3 separate regions of the Xenopus laevis genome follow, and regions 1 and 2 are each linked to region 3. Evidence: chromatin contacts called from public Hi-C data. All regions are on one chromosome and are shown on one strand. The core of a region is the stretch at or near the end of the contact, and the rest is flanking DNA. Distances in the headings are between cores, read along the strand shown. Region 1 holds the start of LOC121399113 (proline-rich extensin-like protein EPR1). Region 2 holds the start of cdc6.S (cell division cycle 6 S homeolog). Region 3 holds the start of ccr7.S (C-C motif chemokine receptor 7 S homeolog).

Evidence for each region. A called contact is a pair of places that touch in the nucleus more often than the background predicts.
Region 1: a contact with region 3 is called in a Hi-C map of the XL177 cell line, with 4 times the contacts expected there. The contact joins the promoter of LOC121399113 here to the promoter of ccr7.S in region 3. A contact is called at or near these places in 2 of 4 Hi-C or Micro-C datasets (the XL177 cell line and the XTC cell line).
Region 2: a contact with region 3 is called in a Hi-C map of the XTC cell line, with 3 times the contacts expected there. The contact joins the promoter of cdc6.S here to the promoter of ccr7.S in region 3. A contact is called at or near these places in 2 of 4 Hi-C or Micro-C datasets (the XL177 cell line and the XTC cell line).

The regions. Positions count from the first base shown.
Region 1 is chr9_10S:1,438,183-1,441,192 of Xenopus_laevis_v10.1, reverse strand. LOC121399113 (proline-rich extensin-like protein EPR1) reads right to left here and starts at 1,453. Exons shown (of 1, transcript XM_041578978.1): 1 at 1-1,453. The coding sequence starts at 1,453.
Region 2 is chr9_10S:1,519,875-1,522,655 of Xenopus_laevis_v10.1, reverse strand. It overlaps cdc6.S (cell division cycle 6 S homeolog), which reads left to right and starts at 1,436. Exons shown (of 12, transcript NM_001088375.1): 1 at 1,436-1,557.
Region 3 is chr9_10S:1,304,388-1,307,408 of Xenopus_laevis_v10.1, reverse strand. It overlaps ccr7.S (C-C motif chemokine receptor 7 S homeolog), which reads right to left and starts at 1,444. Exons shown (of 3, transcript NM_001092273.1): 1 at 1,337-1,444. The coding sequence starts at 1,367.

The DNA.
Region 1 (3,010 bases), core at 204-2,703, 130 kb before region 3:
GGGGGTGCCGGTGGATAGAGCGGGTGCCGGTGGGTAGAGGGGGTGCCGGTGGGTAGAGGGGGTGCCGGTGGGTAGAGGGGGTGCCAGTGGGTAGAGGGGGTGCCGGTGGGTAGAGGGGGTGCCGGTGGATAGAGGGGGTGCCGGTGGATAGTGGGGGTGCCGGTGGGTAGAGGGGGTGCCGGTGGGTAGAGGGGGTGCCGGTGGATAGAGGGGGTGCCGGTGGGTAGAGCGGGTGCCGGTGGGTAGAGGGGGTGCCGGTGGGTAGAGCGGGTGCCGGTGGGTAGAGCGGGTGCCGGTGGGTAGAGGGGGTGCCGGTGGGTAGAGCGGGTGCCGGTGGGTAGAGCGGGTGCCGGTGGGTAGAGCGGGTGCCGGTGGGTAGAGCGGGTGCCGGTGGGTAGAGGGGGTGCCGGTGGGTAGAGCGGGTGCCGGTGGGTAGAGGGGGTGCCGGTGGGTAGAGGGGGTGCCGGTGGGTAGAGGGGGTGCCGGTGGGTAGAGGGGGTGCCGGTGGGTAGAGGGGGTGCCGGTGGATAGAGGGGGTGCCGGTGGATAGTGGGGGTGCCGGTGGGTAGAGGGGGTGCCGGTGGGTAGAGGGGGTGCCGGTGGATAGAGGGGGTGCCGGTGGGTAGAGCGGGTGCCGGTGGTAGAGGGGGTGCCGGTGGGTAGAGCGGGTGCCGGTGGGTAGAGCGGGTGCCGGTGGGTAGAGGGGGTGCCGGTGGGTAGAGCGGGTGCCGGTGGGTAGAGCGGGTGCCGGTGGGTAGAGCGGGTGCCGGTGGGTAGAGCGGGTGCCGGTGGAGAGAGCGGGTGCCGGTGGAGAGAGCGGGTGCCGGTGGAGAGAGGGGGTGCCGGTGGAGAGAGGGGGTGCCGGTGGAGAGAGGGGGTGCCGGTGGAGAGAGGGGGTGCCGGTGGAGAGAGGGGGTGCTGGTGGATAGAGCGGGTAGAGGGGGTGCCGGTGGATAGAGCGGGTGCCGGTGGAGAGAGGGGGTGCCGGTGGATAGAGCGGGTGCCGGTGGAGAGAGCGGGTGCCGGTGGAGAGAGGGGGTGCCGGTGGAGAGAGGGGGTGCCGGTGGAGAGAGGGGGTGCCGGTGGAGAGAGCGGGCAGAGGGGTGCCGGTGGATAGAGCGGGTGTCGGTGGAGAGAGGGGGTGCCGGTGGAGAGAGGGGGTGCCGGTGGATAGAGCGGGTGCCGGTGGATAGAGCGGGTGCCGGTGGATAGAGGGGGTGCCGGTGGAGAGAGGGGTGCCGGTGGATAGAGCGGGCAGAGGGGGTGCCGGTGGATAGAGCGGGTGCCGGTGGATAGAGCGGGTGCCGGTGGGTAGAGCGGTTGCCGGTGGGTAGAGGGGGTGCCGGTGGAGAGGGGGGGTAGAGGGGGTGCCAGTGGATAGAGCGGGTGCAGGTGGATAGAGCGGGTGCCGGTGGATAGAGGCTGTGCCAGAACATTGAAAAATGCCCCTCATTCCTAATAGAACAAAACACTTAGATTGTAAGCTCTATGGGGCAGTGACCTCCTTCCTTCTGTCTCTCACTTACTACATGGCATTTAATAATCTCTGAGCACTTAAATATATATATTAATTCAGGGTTGGACTGGTGTGGTTGGGACCCACTGGGTTCTGAACCTCGGGGACCCCACATGCGTGTGTGAATGGTGGGTGCACCCTGTGCATGGACAAGCAGCGAGCGCAGTGTACTGTGTGTATTTGTCATGTTTGGGCCAATCGAGGAGCAGATCTGGCCCAGTGGGGACTCACCGGGTTTTTCCCTAATTGTATGTGAATTACTTGTCCTCCAGTTCAGCTCTATGGGCAAGAGATTCTAGAGAAACACAAACATATCGTTTTATACACAAAACAGCAGCAGTCAGAGTGTTTGTTACATAGAGATTACTGAGTAACAGGAGCAACCTGTGCTTTGTAACAGCAATAACAGCAATATTGTAACAGCATCCCCCGCCTGAATCCAATTAAAGGGACAAATAAATAACAAATAACAGCAGGGTCCAAAGTTGTAATTCAGAAAGCAGCAAAGATACTCAGTGAAGCGGCACAGTATTAATGTATTGACTTGAATTGCCTTTGCTTTTATCCAATTCACCCCATTTCTTTCACTTTCCACACACAGACCCTCCCCCACTGAGCAATTGACTGAGAGGCAAATAATGGAGGCAGCAGTAGTAATAATGAGGCAGTAACAATGGAGGCCAGTAATGAGGAAAGTAGTAACAATGAGGCAGTAATGAGGAAAGTAGTAATAAGGGAGGCAGAAGTAACAATAATGAGGCCATTAATGAGGAAAGTAGTAACAATGCGACAGTAATAACAATGATGAGGCAGTAATAATGAGGCCAGTAATTATAATGGAGGCCAATACTAATGAGGCAACAGTAACAAAATGGAGGGCAGTAATGAGGAAAGTAGTAACAATGGAGGCAGCAGTAACAAGTCAGTAGTAATAATACTGAGTCAGTAATAATGAGAAGGAGAAGAAGTAGAAATAAAAGCCAAAGGCAGAAAGTAAAGTCCATAGAAATGAGGGTCAGTCACAGACACTGAGGAAACTGAGTGAAAACTTGTGGAATATTTCTGCAGCCTCACACGTAACTTTATATGAATAATAACTGGCTTCAGTCCCACTCACACTCTCACTCTCACTCACACTCACACTCACACTCACACTCAGGCCAAGTCTCTCACCTGCTCTTATGAACTTCCCTCCACACAAGTCTCACCGCCTTCTCCACAGAAACTCACTTCCTGCTTACAAGATGGCGGTGGTTTCTATAGTGAGACTCGAATGACAAGAAGGTGACCGGAAAGAAGGCAACGCTCAAATTAACGTGACCGAAAGCTCTAAATAAAGAGCCCTCCAAGGCCCTCGCAATCCGTTCTATATTAATCCATAAAGGGGAAATGACTTCACCTCCTTCGCTGTCAAAATGTTTTCAAGATGGCGGTGCGCTCCACAGTGGGATGCACACCACAAAACCGTGGCCAAAATAAGGAAACGATTAAAAC
Region 2 (2,781 bases), core at 187-2,686, 220 kb before region 3:
CAGTGAGACTCAGGCCCCCCAGTCCGTCCCAGACCCTGGTGCAACTACACTGACACCTGCTACTTGTGCGTCATCACCAGTATAGTGAGCACAGGAGACACAAGCAGCTCAATCTAAATGCTGCTGCTGCAAATACAAGGAATCACTTCATATGAACAACATGGAGTCCAACTCAGACGCCCATTTCAGCAGGTAACTGGGGGTCTTACTCTGATGTTCCCCCCTGAGCGGACTCATAATATTACCAGATTCTCCTCATAGGGACCCACTAAAGCTACTTGCCAGTGATCAGGGTATGGGATCCCTTATCTGGAAACCCGTCATACAGAATTATAGAAATGCTGCCTCCCACACTCTCCCATTTGCCTTCCTCCATTTTATCTGTAATAATAAAACAGTCGCTTGTACTTGATCCCAACTAAGATATAATTAATCCTTATTGGAAGCAAAACCAGACTATTGGCTTTATTTCATGTTTATGTGATTTTCTAGTAGACTTAAGATGTGAAGATCCAAATTACAGAAAGATCCCTTATCCAGCTCCAGAGCATTCTGAATAACAGGTCCCATACCTGTATTATAATAAAGTCGTGGGGAGCTTAGATTGTAACCTGTACGGCTCTCCTTCTTCCTAAATCTGAAACGTTATTACAGGCATGGGATCTGTTATCCGGAAACCCACTATCCAGAAAAATCTGAATTACAGAAAGGCTGTCTGCTATAGACACTATTTTATCCAAATAATCCATTTTTTTAAGAATCATTTCCTTTTTCTTTGTAATAATAAAACAGAACCTTGTACAGATATGGGAAACCCGTTACACAGAAAGCTCCAAATTACAGAAAGGCCATAGACTCCATTATAATGAAATTATCCAAATGTTTCAATATGATTTCCCTTTTCTGTGTAATAATAAAACAGTCGCTTGTACTTGATCCCAACTAAGATATAATTAATCCTTATTGGAAGCAAAACCAGCCTATTGGGTTTATTTCATGTTTATATGATTTTCTAGTAGACTTAAGGCATGAAGATCCAAATAATGGAAAGATCCATTATCCGCAAAACCCCAGGTCCCAAGCATTCTGGATAACAGGTCCTATACCTGTAAAACAGTCGCTTGTACTTGATCCCAACTAAGATCTAATGAATCCTTATTGGAGGCAGAACCAAATGATTTCATGTTTATATGAGTTTGAGTTGGTACAAGAGGCGAGTAGAGCTTTATACTTAGTCACAACTGACTGTCATTTCCTCACACAGGAGCCCTCACCTCCCCCACCTCCCCCACCTCATGAAACTGCAACGTAAGTGTCCGGCAGCGGCTTGTGATTGGCTTATGCGGAGACCACCTGCTCCTGTCGCCTCGGAGCGGCAGCCAATGAGAGAGCTTGGCGCGAGATTCTGAGCGCGCGCTGCTTATTCTGAGAGAGGTTTTGCCGCGCTGGGGGTCAGTGTGCGGCGAAGTTTAGAGCAGAAGAAGCAGCGGCGGCATTAGTGAGGGCAGCGCGTTTTTATTTCTGACTGGAATCCGCCACAGCCTCGCTGACAAGCAGGTGAGTCCTCGTTTAGTCACAGGCAGTCGCTTTGTGTGAGTCAGTGATACGTGTGAGGCTCCTTCATTTATTCACGAACATTGGGCGAGTGAAAGTCCTGGGCTTGTGCGGCTGCTGCTGGGAGAGGCGCGCAATGCACTGTGGGACTTGTAGTCTTGGCACATGAAGGGCCAACTGTCAGCCGTGTAGCCTTCCCTTGTGACTGCCAGCAGCTCCCTAATGTCTTCAGTCCAGCCTGTAGCTCTATAGTCACATGGCTACCAGCCTTCTGCTCCAGCTGCAGACTCAGCTGCTTTCTATACAGCCCTGCACCTAAATGCCCTTTAATAAGTGCTGGTGCTGGGAGGAGACTTGTGCAGCCTCAAAATGAAAGGGGAAGCAATGCCTTGATTATTGTGCAGCTAATTAACCATTCCTTCTAAATAACAGCAAGTGGGGCTTTCCTTCATTTTCATTGGCCTGAGTTTATCCATGAGATTGAGCTGATGTCGGGTCTGTACTACTCACCCCCGCAGCTAATGCCATAGACTTTGCCTTCACTCATTTATTAGAGAAAAACTCTAAAGTGCAGGGGCCCAGGCTGCTATAGGGTTAATCCTGCTCTGATGAATCTGTCGCCTCTCTTGTTCATTAATAGAACTGCTCCCTGTTCATCACTTCATCTGCAGCTTCCCTGTAGCTCGTTAGCACTGATGGGAACGGCGTTAGTGCAATTTATATACAGATATTGCCTATTGAGGCTCTAACAAGTGATGCATTTCCTTGTATGCTCCCAGAATAGAAAGATATTGGGATATTAGCAGAGCAGCCCCTTAGATTGTTGTGCAGCCAAAAAGCTCTTCATTCTAAATGACCGTATTCCCATGTTTCTATATATACACTCCTGTATCATACACCCTACATAATACTCCCAGGTACAATATGCATTTAAACTACCCACGAGCCCACAAAATAGGTCTTACATTGAAAATGTGTGTTCATTAAAAATCCATAATATTTATTATAGACGGTACACCTTTAATTCTCTTATATCCGTACTTCCCAGCGGCCGCACTCAGGCTTCTGTCAGGGCATTTCTGTTGCCAAAGTGCAGGCTAGTGGGGTACCGCTGTATTACTGTCATTTTATCCATTATCACCTTGTTTATTTAAACCTTTAAAGGAGACATTCTGTGTATAAAATAAGGGTTTATCATTGTATTATACTCATTTAGATAAAGAAGAA
Region 3 (3,021 bases), core at 195-2,694:
ATCATGAATTCCCAAATCAGAACAAGCTAGTTACATTCATTTGGCTCCACAACAAATTCACTCTCAATATCTCCTCACCTGTGGAGCTTGCAATCTAAGTTGCAATTGACATCCATGCTAACACTATCTCATTTCTCTTGGTTACAACTAAAGACCTCAGAGCAGCTAACCATTAACAATGTATTCCTTCTGGAATTCCGATTGCTATGGTTCCTTTTACAAGAATCCCCCCAAGGACATCACGGCATGTATTGGGATTCTGATTGATGATGCAACAAGTGGTCCCATTTCTTACCATAAAGAAGAAGGCAAGGGATGACACAAGAGTTCTAATATCTTATAGTTAATGTAAATGTTAAGCTTATTGTCCTCTACAGAACGTCATCTATCTTGATGTTTCTGGCTATTGATGGGTTCAGAGGACTATAATGATGCTCATCATAATATATATATACTGGTATCAATGTGATTGATTGTCAGGTCAAACATAAAGGGGGTTATTAGCTAAAAGTTGAATCTTTCTGGTAAAGGTTTTAAAGGGGAAAACACAAATGTTTATTAGGAAGAAAAACCTCAAATTTATTTATTATACCCCGAGGCTGAAAAAAGTCAGAATCCGAAAAATACTCCATCTCAAACCTGTCGAGGTCATGTAGAAGTCAATGAAATATGTCCTTTTTACAATTGGAAGATATTATGATTTGCGCTGGGTTTCGTACGATAAGCCAAACAATTTGTGGTTTTCAGACGATAATCCGAAAAATCGGAAACATTTGTACGAGTCAAATTTTTTTCCTGCACTGAATTTTATTGATAAGTAAGGTGAAATTGTGGATGGGAATTCGTTTTAATAAAATAATGAGAAACTTTCGAGTTTAAGTAAATAACCCCCTAAAATGTTGTGGAGAACAGGATACAACCCTAGTCAGATAACATAGATCTGCCTCATTCATTGCTGAGGCTCAGATCTCTAATTGCCGCCTAGATATCTTCACTTGGATGAGTCAGTGCCATCAGAACCTAACAAAAAAACCAAACTGATCATCTTTCCACCTAAACCTGGTCCTTCTCCTTCTTTACAATTCTTACTGTTTCTATTAAAGTCATCAAGCAACAGCTAAGCCCCATGCCCTCATCTTATCCCACTTAGGCTACTGCAACCTGCTATTGCATTCTGCTACTAACCAGCCTCCCATACTCCCATCTATCCTCCCTACAGCATGTTGCATAGCAGTTCCTGTATATATGCTAAAGGATTATCCACCCGCCAAAAAAGAACAATTTGTGTACATATCACATCACTTGACCTCTAATAAAAAAAGAATCCACAATTTACCTTGAATGTGAGCTGCCATGCTGATTGGCATTGACACAGGAAACAGAGACACAGTTCTTATGTGCCGATTACTGAGAGATGTGTGTAGTTGGGGAGGCTTTGTCTCATGTGAACGGGAAGAAGTGTCAAAGACTCATTTCTGTATCGGCAGACAGATATATATTATAGACACATTCTGGGACGTCCCTTTCTACGTCAGGTGTTTCCTGGGGTACAATATTAAAGGAAAACCACACCTAAAATAAACACACTCCAATGTTAGAGGGGCTAGTGCAGCAAAGGTTTCAGGCTTCCGCAAAATATTTGCTATTAATCTTGCTATTTTTGTGCTGGAGCAGCTGCTACTTCAAACTCAGTTGAAGCAAAGAAATAAACGAGTGCTTCCTTTTGCTTAATACCAATAAATATATGAGTCAGGGGCAGACATAGCCAGTAAATGTTCCCTGGACAGAGACAATATATAGGTCCCACAATTAATGTCCTACCATTATATATATATCATATACCATGTATATTCTTTGACTTTATTTGAATTTATTTTCACCTTGTTATATATATATTGATCTGTTTGTTCAAAACGTTGGCTGACTTGGTTCCCCTTGGTCTTTTTTGCCCTGAATTGGTAGGCGGTAACTCATTGGTGACATGTTTGTGTTTGAACTGTATAAAGTTGTTTGCAGTTGGGCAACATAGTCTGACTAAGGCTTGAGCAAAGACCAAGCTAGTCCAGAAACATCACTTTGTAAGGTCAGATATTATCAGTGTTGGACCGAGTACCTGAGGTTCACCACCAACCTGCCGACCACGCGAGTGTATTGTGTATTGATAGGCAATGCACACACACACATGCAATCTTGTCTGCCCTGACCCCAACCTAACCACTTCCAACTCTATACCCATCCCAAATTAATGTGCTGCAATTTCTTATAAAGCAACTCCTGGACCATCCATGTCTGACATTACCGGGGGCAGGGCAGGTGAAGGTACATAACAGATTGCAACTGCCGGGTTGAGTGGGGGGCAGTTTGGGCAGGAAGGGGCCATCAGTGTTTTTCCAAATACCCATGTGTTCCAGTCCACAACTGCAATACTTCTGTTCAACCTGTAAACTAAATACATTTATTTAATGGTTATTAAATACATTTCCACATTTATAGTTTCCTCCTATAAACTGATAAGTTAAAGATAAGTATTGATTGAACAACCTCAACTAGATTTGGAAAGTAGAATGTCAATACAAGGGTTTTTTATCCTTGAGCGGGTTCATGGTTCATGCATGGTCAGCTACAGTACTACCCACTCAAGATGTTTCCAGAACATTTCCTAAACCACTCTAATACTATCTCCTATAAAATAGATGTAGTAGGAATTAGGAGCTTGGGTGCTGGCTTGTCTAAAAAATTCGCTTTTTTGAGGTGGCATTTGAAAACTATAGAAAGTTGAGAAATATATAACGTGTCTATGAATTCCACAGATCAGTGGATAAGGGGTAAATGGAAAATGAGACCATTGATCAAGTCTTTACAAGTTGATATTACACATGTGCCAATTGAATGTTTGGGTTGCTGGTACAGAGCATAAATATATAGCAGAATTCTAGCAGAATAAGAGTCAAGCTATATGACTGCCAGAGAAGGAGAAATGTGGAATGCATGAGAGGTCAAGAATGTGTATGTCTACTGCAG